Regions from separate parts of the Zea mays genome. Here region 2 is linked to region 1. A link is a contact called in public Hi-C data. All regions are on one chromosome and are shown on one strand. The core of a region is the stretch at or near the end of the contact, and the rest is flanking DNA. Distances in the headings are between cores, read along the strand shown.

Region 1 (5,217 bases), core at 2,544-5,043:
CACCATTCATAATCAACGCAAGCGGTGTCCTAGACAGCCTGGGCCAGTTCCGCGGAAGTGATAACACATCTTTCATGACCACTGCACTGACTGGGGTAGTCACACCATGAGAAGGCTCACACTGGATTTTCTAGACAGTCACAACCCTTTGGTCCCAATTACGGTCCTGGCTGTCGTAGAGCAGACAAGTACTTCGTAGCTGATTTTCTGGACACGCGTAAGAGGCAGCAAGAGCGAATCAAAGTTTCTGTACTTCTATGGATTTCAAAGATCCAAGGAACTTGAGGCTACTTGGCGCCGGAATGGGTTTCTAGCCTCCCGATCACAGCGGGTTGATGTCTACAGCTTTGGAGTGGTGCTACAGGAGCTGCAGTTGGAGGGAGCCCGTGTCTCGGACATGGAAGATAACGAGGGTGAGGAAGTGGAGATGGTCCTTGGAAGGATGGTTAACGATAATCTGCAGTTGGATGGCAGCACTGAGCAGTCATGGATCCCTGACTTCGTTGACACGCTAGGCTGAATGGCGATTTCAACCACCTGCAAGCAAGCAGTATCCGTGTGGTAATATCCGTGCTGTATCCATGTAACGATAAAACGCTAGCAGTACCATTTTTGCAATATCCGTGCTGTATTTGTTGCCATGTTGTATAATTTAGCCTGCAGAAAAATAACTGCAGTACTGCATAGACACTGAAGATTACAGACTCAGCTTTGCATCGCATCGAAACAAGGAGCAGTCAAGTAGCATCAGAGATGCAGGGATGCTGCAAGCAAATCTCTGCTAACCGCTCACCCCTAGGGCTCATCTTCGTGTGTCTTGAGGATGAGAGTGGGCGTCGGTTCATATTCATCCATCCGGTGAAATGGGGTTGCAAGCTAGAGGTTTGGAGATCCAGGGCATGTAGGCTCCCTCATGGCACAAGTTCTGCAGAACAAAATGAGAATAAATTTAACTTTAGTCCAAAGGCATGGAGAATATCACATTTTCTTTAACTTGGTTCTGCCTACTGCCCAGGCATTCATGGGTCAGTCACCAGAGATCTGAAAGAATGAGGCATTGACCACACACACCTCCTGACCTCCCTTACACAGCACCATGAAGCAGGCAAACCACTAAACCAACATATTATGGACGATTTGTTTTCAAACCACTGTAGCCATCAGCAAGAAACATATTTTTTCACTGATTGGGTGAAATCTCTTCACAGCATTTTGCTATCTCGAAAAGAAAAGCACATGTGAATAATTTCAGATGCACTAATTTTCAAATTCACCAGCAGAGTCCTTACGCACTGGGAAGTTGAAAAAAGGATGGTAAACTTAGATCACCTCCAACCAGAAGAAGAACCTTCGTAGTAGGCTCAGTCTCTTATCACGATCAGATGACTTTATTTGTACGGCTAGATCTGCATGATTAACTAAAGATGAGTCTAGATGGAGAAGTACTAAAAAGAAATCTATCAACTGGAGAAGTACTAAAATGAAATCTATCAATCTATTTCATTGGTGGAAACTTAATACAAAGTTCTGCATCACAACATTGAAAGCATGGCCTTCAATACTGCTATAGAATCATGACATGATGCATTACAAAATGCATGAGCCAAGGCATCACATATATAAAAATCTAGATCTCAGTTGCGAGCAGAAAGGCCACTCGTATCTCCATTACATGTATACCATAAAAACACTATGGTAAATAAAACTAGGACGAAGATAAAGCTACCTAAAAGTTCAAGGTCATATTCTCTGTGGTTGCTATATATCATGTTATTGTGGGACTTAGTTCATTTTCAAATGGATGAAAGGATTCATATGATGGAGGAAAGACTGAGGCCTCTAGAGTTTCCTTTTGTGGTAAGAGTTATATGATGAAAGCATATGTCACTTGGCTGATGCAGTTCACTGGAAAATGAACAATTGGTTACTAAATGCTTGTTAACCACCTGGTTAAATTACAGGAATCTGCCTTTTCCTTTTGTAAACTAAGACTACTTATTACAACTCATTCAAATAGCAGGAATTAGTGGCCGGAGATGGATAGAAAGGTGTTCAATTAACACGTTAGGACAAACAAGTTCCCCTACCAAGCTTTGTAACTATACCAGGGTAATAATCGAGATATGACAGCCCGATTGCCTCTGTAACATAGCGCTTTGATGCACTTCGCAAGTGTCTTTGTCTGCTCACAGGCTTCCGGTCAGTCGCTTTTCTCCACAACTCTTCGTATTCGTTTTGATCATATGGTTGACTTAAAACAGCATTGAGTTTTTCATCAAATGTAGATGAACCACCGTAGCTGATAGCAAGAGGTGTTGCTTGTTCATCTTCACATGCCTGGGCAAAAAGGCAGCTATATAACAGGCAGCAGCATTTGAAGAGGACCAGAAATTATGCAAAAGAATCTTACATTTAAATCAGATGGTTCAGCATAAAGTACAAGGCCATGCTCATCTGTGCAAATAATATCCTGACCAGCAATGTTCTCTGAAGAAGGTGCAGCCATTTCATGTTCAGAAGAAATTTTGTTAGCCGGTGCAAGGCCATAATCATATCTTTGCATGGTGTAGTCTCCCTCCGTGTTTTCAAGTGGAGACACCAAAGACAGTTCATTTGTGGAACTGCCAGTTCTCCATTCATCATAGCCAGCTGGCATATCTTCTTCTCGCTCATATACAATGGTGACACCTGGTTCTGGTTCAATAACCATGAAACCATCCTTGAACTTCACAAGGCTCAGAAATAACTCATAAGATTCATCTACTAGTGAGGTCGTGGTCTTCTTCTTCACATATGATCTCTTTGGTGAAAAGGAGCAACACATATTTCTGCTGGCAGCCTTGACAGCTTTTACATCAGGCTGTTTGCCATCTGGAATGCCCCAACTTGTGCGCCGTGAATGGTTGGGAAAATTTGGACTACTTCTGCTCTTAGTATTTCCATAGGACGTATAGTCCTCCTCATAACGTACAGAAAAAGGCAAGCCGTGGTCACCCTTTGGTACATCAAGGACATATGTATTCCGATCTTTGCTTAAATGTTCAAGAAAAAGTTTATAACATGGATCTATTTCAGAACCATGTCTACCAATTAGGCCGTCAAACAACTTAGCCTTCTTGCATGATGATCCGTGCACACTTTTCTTACTCTTCATCGCCAGATTCCTATATTCAAGATGGGTTTCTTATAAGGGCCAACAATGATTCCCCAGTGACTGAGGTGATCTAACAGATCACCCAATGTTTCTTACGTATATTGGTAGCCAACAGCAACAGACGATCCAATGTTACCAAATAATGTGATGAGAACGTAAACCTCAATGTATCATAACTGACACATGCTACCCTGAGCTGGGGGAGGTAAATTGGAGCGAATTTATTAAGCATAGAAATATTATGAAAAACGGAACCTAAGTTACCACTTCTTTCCGTTTCAGTTATTTTGTTTGTACGAAATGAATTTCTAGGACAGGGATTTCTGTAGGAAACAGAAGCATTCAGTGGTTAACCAACATTACGCTTGAGGCCGTCAACAGGTGGCATAGTAAAGTCACTAAAGAAACGCAAGATCAGAACTTGAATGAGAAAAGATAAAAATGCAAGTGATTCTGCCTGGGCGCTGGAAGAGCAGGGCACCTGCCTGCCTGCTGCCCTGGCGGGGGATCGAAACGGCGGCGTGGCGCGATGCGGCGGCCGATCTACACGGGCGTGTTGGCAAGCCGGCGACAATGTGGCCGCAGCCGTGGGCGAGGGGCGAGGAGGTGACGACTTGGGCCAAGGCCGGGAGGGGCGGCGTTGGCGTCGTCAGCCTGCAGCCTGAGCCCTGAGGCGAGACGGCAGCAGTGGGCCTGTGGGCAGTGGGCTTGTGGCGGATACGCCACCACGGTGACGAACTGCCGTGCGGCCGTGCGGGTAGGCACTACCTCTGTGTGATGTGTGCTGAAGTAAGCATCCATGACGGGCGTTCGCTACGAATTGACTAGTGTTTCTGCGGTAGCGATAGAAAAGATTCGCAGCCTCTAAAGGCTAAACCATGTGTGCTTTCGTTATGTCTGTCATTTAATACGTAGCGCATTTTTCACTATGTACTTACATCTGGATATAAATGTATCAGTTGATCTAGTTCTAGCTGTAAAGCCGTCCACGTTCAACAAATGTATCAGCTGATCTATTCGCTTACATCACATTGAAGTCCATGATTTTTTTTTTTTTTTGCAAAATGAAGTCCACATTCAACAAAATGCAGTTCAATATAAAAACATGAACAATAGTGTAACGTATTTTAGTTTAAAGCAGTTTAAAGCATGAAAATGCGGTTTAAAGCAGCTTCCACTCCTGCATTTGGAGCTTGTGCTTTTGTGTCTTCCTTTGTGTTGTATTTTTAGAGAAATAAGTGACATGCTTCTAACATATTTAAATATATTAAATATTCTAATTCCGAATAAAACAAACATATAATTCAGATAAATGTCATATGTAAATATAACAGCAATGAACAGTAGCAATTCTAGGGCATGAAAACATGTAAAATAGCTACTCAGGTCCATTTCAACAATAAACATGGCTAGTAGATGAAGAAGGCAGATTATGTACATAAACATTATTGTTTATCTTCTGATATTGCTCTCAAAATAGCGGGTTGCTGTAATAAACATCCCTCCAACGCTAAATAGTGATCAGAGATCCTCGACTAACGTGACAATCATACCTTACCAAATCAGGGTTTTAGATCAAATGTAATAAGCCTAGAAATCAAGCATGAATACAAATAGTAAGAAGTTGTGTACTAAATAAAATAACATAATTTAACACAGGTAAACAACCTCAACAAATAGAGATATAATTAGGCACAAATATATACTAGATGCTGAAATTAACAACACACTAAAATTCAGATTGTCACGTTGTCTCACTACACCGCTATCATCATTGAGCATATAAATCCACCCACAATAGTGCAATCACACCAAGTATATAATACTAGCAGATTGCACAAAATTAAACAGTAAATAAAGTGAGGCAACAAGCAACTCACAACACGTAGATTATCTACGTGGGAAGACCAGCTCAGCGAACACGAAGTTCTGTCCCAGAAAACCAATACCGCTGCTCACGTCCGAGCCTGCACAGCGGGAGGTTGACGGAGATACTAGAGCCGCTGCTGAGGCCGTGAGAGACGTCCACGTCACCAACCAAGAAGAGGAACACCGCTGAAAGG
Region 2 (5,570 bases), core at 699-3,198, 680 kb after region 1:
AAAGATCTGACAATGGTATCTTTGTTAGATGTACATTTTTAACTTGTTTTGATTTGAAATAGCACCTTGGTGACATGTGATGGTATACCAGATTGAGTTGCCCAAAAATTTTCTGTGAGCAACTGCCTTTGGGGAGACCATCTTCTTGTTAGTTTGAGTTTTGCATGAGGGGTAGTAACACTTGAGTTTACATCCTTGGGTCTGTTCTTTCAAGTGTTATATTGAAACAACCATCAACTTAGTTTAAATGGCATCTATCTATTGTTGTTCTGCAAAGAACATGACTCCTTGTTGGGCCAGGCTTGGGCTTCACTCGACATGTTACATGTAGGAGGATGAGTTCACAAGAACCATAATATTTATGCCTTGCGAACTCAGAGCGATGGTAAATAAGGTCATAAGATCCTGTAGACCCTTACCAATCAAATATCAAAGCATAAAGGTCACAAATAAATTTTGAAGGACCCGTTATGGTTATGATATGCGGATAGAAGATGGATCTAGCATAATAGTTTTTCTATTCATAGCGATGGTGTGGCTTGCAAATGTGGCAGAAAGGCTTGGTATATAGTTATGGATGTGAAAAAAACCGAAGCTCATTGATATCGTCGACAACAAAAGGGTTCTGTTGCACATCCTTAATCCTAGGATATGGTCTGATCGATTAAGGGGAAAGCTACAGCCTTGTCACAATCCGGACAAACACCGATCTTAGTTACTTTATGAAATTCAAATTTTGGCTTAGCCAATGACTACATTTGGATGCAGTCCAGTTAGAACCACTCATTAAAAATTATTAGTCATAAGACCAAGATTAGAAAACAGGAACAATAAACTATGAACAGGCTCGACTACTGCATACTAACCTCAAATATTGCATCTCTGGAGTGTTCATATTCTCGGGATACCACGCTCCTTTGAATTATCCTCACTTTTAAGTAGCTCATCTTGACTGTTATGTCCGCACTTCCCTGCTTTTTGGCATCTCAAGAACTTCCACTTCATAGAGTACAAGCAAATGAATAAACTCTGTTGGGATTCCACAAAATAATCTAGGGAGTTTAAATTAACGTATCTTTGGGTTGGGCCAAATTATGTAAGATTATTATTGGGTAACATGTTAATAATCTTACACAAGTATTCTGGATCAGGAATCTTCACCTATTGATGATAGAGTAAAACTTGAATGGCAACTGTCCACATATCAGACGTCATGAGCAAAATTTTGAATAATGTTGATCCACTACTCTGCAAAAAAGGATGTCAAAATCAAGGCTAAAATATTACTCCATCCTAAACCGCAGCAGCAGTGACAATTTCCTCTGCGCTCGCTCGCTTCTTTATTATTAAACCAAGACACATCAGACATCTGATCTGGGCAAATCACTAAGTCAAAACAAAACAAAAAAAAACAGTATACGAGATCGCTGACAAGTATTTTAGATCCTTACACCATCAGCTGTGCAATGTCCTCGCGGAAGACACCCTTCCTCCTGGCAGTGACCGACGGGAACGGGGCGTAGGAGTAGGAGATGTGCCTGCACTGGCTGCTCGCGCTGATCCTGTTTGGCTGGCAGTGACCGACGGCGTCCTGAGCGCGGACGCACGACAGCGGGGCTCGGCGAAGGCAGTACCTGTAGACGAAGTCCCGTATCCTGGGGTGGTTGGGCGGGATGAGGCGGCGCTGGATGCGGAGCGCGAGGCGGTAGGTCCCACCAGCAGCGGCGGCGGCGGCCTGTCCCACCAGCAGCGGTGGCACCGGCGGAGTTGCTTGTAATGGAATAAGGGGGCGGGGGACGAGACTTGTCGAAGCGGGGAAGGGGGAATACTGAGTCGAGGCTGAAGCGTAGGGGCACCACCGCTGTTTAGGGTTTGGGAGCCGCCGTGTGACCATTGTGACGGATGGACGAACAAGGGAGGGAAGCGGGGTCCAAACTGAATCGGTCGAGGTGCAGTCTCCAGTCGAGGCCCATGGTAACAGGCGAGAAAGTGAAGACAAAAAATATAAAAAATGTTACACGCATCATGCTAAGCATGGTGAAGTGTCATCGTAAATGACAAACGTAGGCGTGGAGAGAGGTGGGTTCAGGTTTGATTTAAAAAACCTAATTAGAAGGAACTATTTAGATGATAGGATTATTTAGTATGAATCTAAGTCTTAAATATCATACGAAACAGTTTCATATTTAGAAATGTCTACTATACTTACTAACATCTAAGACAGTTCTTATTGTCTAGATGACTCTAATAATATCTTTATTTGAGATAGTTTCATATATATATATATATATAAGTGTCTAATATACTAACCAAAATCTAGGACAATTCTTCTAATCTTAATGACTCAAAAGATATATTTATTTGAGACGATTTTCAATAACGATCTGCCTTAAATAGATATAAGACATTTCTTACGATGTATTTGTCTCAAAACACTTCTTTATTAAAGACGGATCTCTAACAAACCGTCTTACCTTACTCATCACCATTTGATAAAAGACGCTTCTATAAAATGCACTGATATCCATCTTAAAATGTGCGTCTTAAATAAGCATATCTCTAGTAGTGCTCGCCTCCCCCATGGCCGAGCGCCCTCTCCAGCCGCCGATGCTCGCCAAGCCCATCTCTCATGGCGCCCAGCCCGGTTTCCAGCGCCCTCCTCCACCACCGCGCACCTCTGGCCGCTCCAGCTCATCGATCCGCAGTCGTCTTTGTTTCTCCGTCAACCATCCTCTTCCTCCGGACAACGCGCTTGTCCCCCGCGCAACGTCGTCTTCAACCTTTGGCTCTTCTTCCTCAAGCGTTGTTCCAGCAGCTCGCTCCTCGGATCCTCGTTGCCGGTCTTCAGTCCTCGTCAGTCGCTGACGTGCAGCACGCCTCGGTCTCGTGCTCGCCGTCGCTTGATCGTGAGCTGTTCGCCCTTGCAAGCTCACTACCGCGCGCCCTCCGGCTAGTGCCTTTCTGCGTATATTGTGCGTCGTCGACCCGCGTTGTGTCTCGACGTGCTTGTCAATTCCGATGATCGGTCTTTCAATTGCGCGCGGCTTGTAGTCAACCCGGTCGTTGCCACCACCTCAACCTCGTCAGCCTACCTCCCATCCCTATGTGCAGGTCGCGTTTGCGCTTATCGCCGGTGAGACTCTCGGTTCTTGTTCTCGCCTAGCGTCGATTGATTAGATACTAATTATTTGTGTGTTTGTGCGTGATTGGAGGAGAAAAAGGTCCTAGAAATTGGTTGGAGAAGAAGGTTGTAGCGCATGGCTCACCAAGTGTTCGATCAAAGACTTCAATTAAAGGCTATCGTCGTTCAGGCAAATATCAAATCAAATTGAGATGTGGTGAGCCGATTCGCTATTTTTACTATTGGTTTTATGATCGTGAAATAAGACGCTTCGTATGCGCATGAAATTTAAGTTAGAAATACCAGTGATGCGAGGTGTGCTTCGATGAAATTGAGATGTAGCATTATTTAGGTTTGTGATATTCCTGCTTATATCCATTCATATGCACCATGCATCTCATTAGGTACGCTAGCTGAGAATCGTACGAATCAAAGGACAAGGACCAAAGCTGAGTCGACCACAAGATGCTGTAAAGTGTGAGCCACTCGCGAGGTGATGCTGATGGACGAACCTGAAGATGGATAACTCAAGCAAGTGCTAGGCTGAGACATGGTCGACAAGCAAGTCTCGTCTAACAAACACTAACCTAGTGTTATTCCAGGCAAGCCACGGTGCATTATCCCTTTCCTTGTGTTTTAAAATCTTTATTACCTTATATGATGCATTAGGTGATAGGAGTTATGTGCTAAACAATTGATGCATTTCCTTCCATGGAAAATTGATCACCATTCCTTGATTCCATTTTATGAAAAGGCTTTTTATGATGCTTAGCCTTGCTCTAGAAAACAAAATGTTTTGTTTTAAAATAAAAGGTGATGCTTCGCACTGGATGGGGATTTTTACAAAGAAAAGACTGATGATGGTGGATCCATCATGGCCATGATGGGTTCAACATCAGAAAAGATGTACCTCTGCCAGGTACCAAACTTTGGGTTTTAAATAATAAAGCTGAGACCGGGCGGGTGACTTGCACGAGAAGGAAGTATCGATGTAGTGTCTCCGTCTCAGTCGATTAAGGATCATGTCGATGTAGGCTTGATGATCGAGGACCTTTTAATAGGCCACATGCCTCATCATGGGTAAGCTTTGCCTCGGTCGGACCAATACCAGAAAGGCCACCACGCAATGGGAGTGGAGAGATGGCGAGAGTAGCGTGTACCCTCCGTGGCAAGAGGTTGGACGGTGGTGTATCTGTGCTCTCGGTTGGCGTGAACCCGTTCTGGTCTTGAGAAATCCTGTGGCGAGTTGACATATGCAAGGGTTAAGTGATAATATGTCGTGTGGTTGGAGATCCCCAGCTGGGTATTAATCGATTCAGATCGCCGTTACTTCTCGGACATGAAGACTTGGTCACTGACTTACACGTAGCAATCCAGTGAACTGAAAGGTTGATAAAAAGACGGGTAGTATAGGCCAAGTGCTTGAACTAGGATAGAAAAAACTCTAGATGCAGGTAACTTTACTTAACCTAACAAGTAAAAATGGAATTTTAAGGATCCACTCATAGTAAGCTTTTCTACAAACAGAGTCTTTGATTCTTGATAAGCTTTACCTTGATTCCCAAAAGCCAGCATATGCATATGAGACTAACGCAACTTGAACGGATCAAATCAGAGTTAAAATGGAGGAGTTATGAATTTCCTAAGGTTTTATGTATTTGATATAATATTAATTAGGAAATAAATTTTAAAGTGGCTTTCTTGTCAAATCAGTGGTAATAGATGATAAACAATAATCTTACAAATTATTGAAACTAGAATGGATTAATTTGGAGTTCCTACGAATTTTCTATGAGTTAATCAAGTTTCTAAATTTATTTTTGCACTAAAATTCAATTTCTATAACTACTTATATGATTTACCCTGCCCTCAGGACTGTGCCTCAATTAAATAGAAATGCAGGGGCTAAACCAAAAGATTTCCCGAGACTTAGAAGTATCCCGTGGTGGATGGCGGGTTTATTACTAAATTTTTCAGGGACTCTTTAGCGAAACGGGCATGGCGAAGGGGTACGATGGGCTCACAGCCGTCTAATTAGAAACAGGCGGCCCAAAACAGTGCTGTGAATCACGGAACTGGCATCTAACAACGCACGTTGGATTGGGGATCAGCGGTCTAGATTTTATGAATCGCGATCAACACTCACCCCTCAGATCTAACTTCAACGGCACGGATCTAATCCAGACGAAGGCATTCAACACTTAATCAGGGTCATTCATTATGATCGGATGGACAGGATTTGGATACGGGGCGTTTTCTCCCCAAATCCTGATTCCGGCCGACCGCGCACGGCGGCGCATCACCAAACACGGCGGCGCCATCGCCAACGCAAACGCGTCGCTCGGTTCAAGACGTGATTTCGCCCGCCATCTAAAGGAACACAATGCTTAGACGAACGCAAATTGAATAGTAGGGTTCTTACTGGTGGAACGACGACCGTAGAGTCTGT

What was found. Hi-C and Micro-C count contacts between places; a contact is called where the count stands out from the background.
Region 2: a Hi-C map of ear shows a contact between it and region 1, with 2.0 times the contacts expected there. The contact joins the promoter of LOC103638632 here to the promoter of LOC100275619 in region 1. A contact is called at or near these places in 2 of 25 Hi-C or Micro-C datasets (ear and tassel).

The regions. Positions count from the first base shown.
Region 1 is chr9:86,937,433-86,942,649 of Zm-B73-REFERENCE-NAM-5.0, forward strand. LOC100275619 reads right to left here and starts at 3,794. Exons shown (of 5, transcript NM_001374076.1): 1 at 3,640-3,794; 2 at 2,411-3,164; 3 at 2,106-2,337; 4 at 1,330-1,406; 5 at 584-925. The coding sequence starts at 3,154. The coding sequence ends at 848.
Region 2 is chr9:87,622,179-87,627,748 of Zm-B73-REFERENCE-NAM-5.0, forward strand. LOC103638632 (ARM repeat superfamily protein) reads right to left here and starts at 1,949. Exons shown (of 8, transcript XR_002265239.2): 1 at 1,452-1,949; 2 at 1-1,369.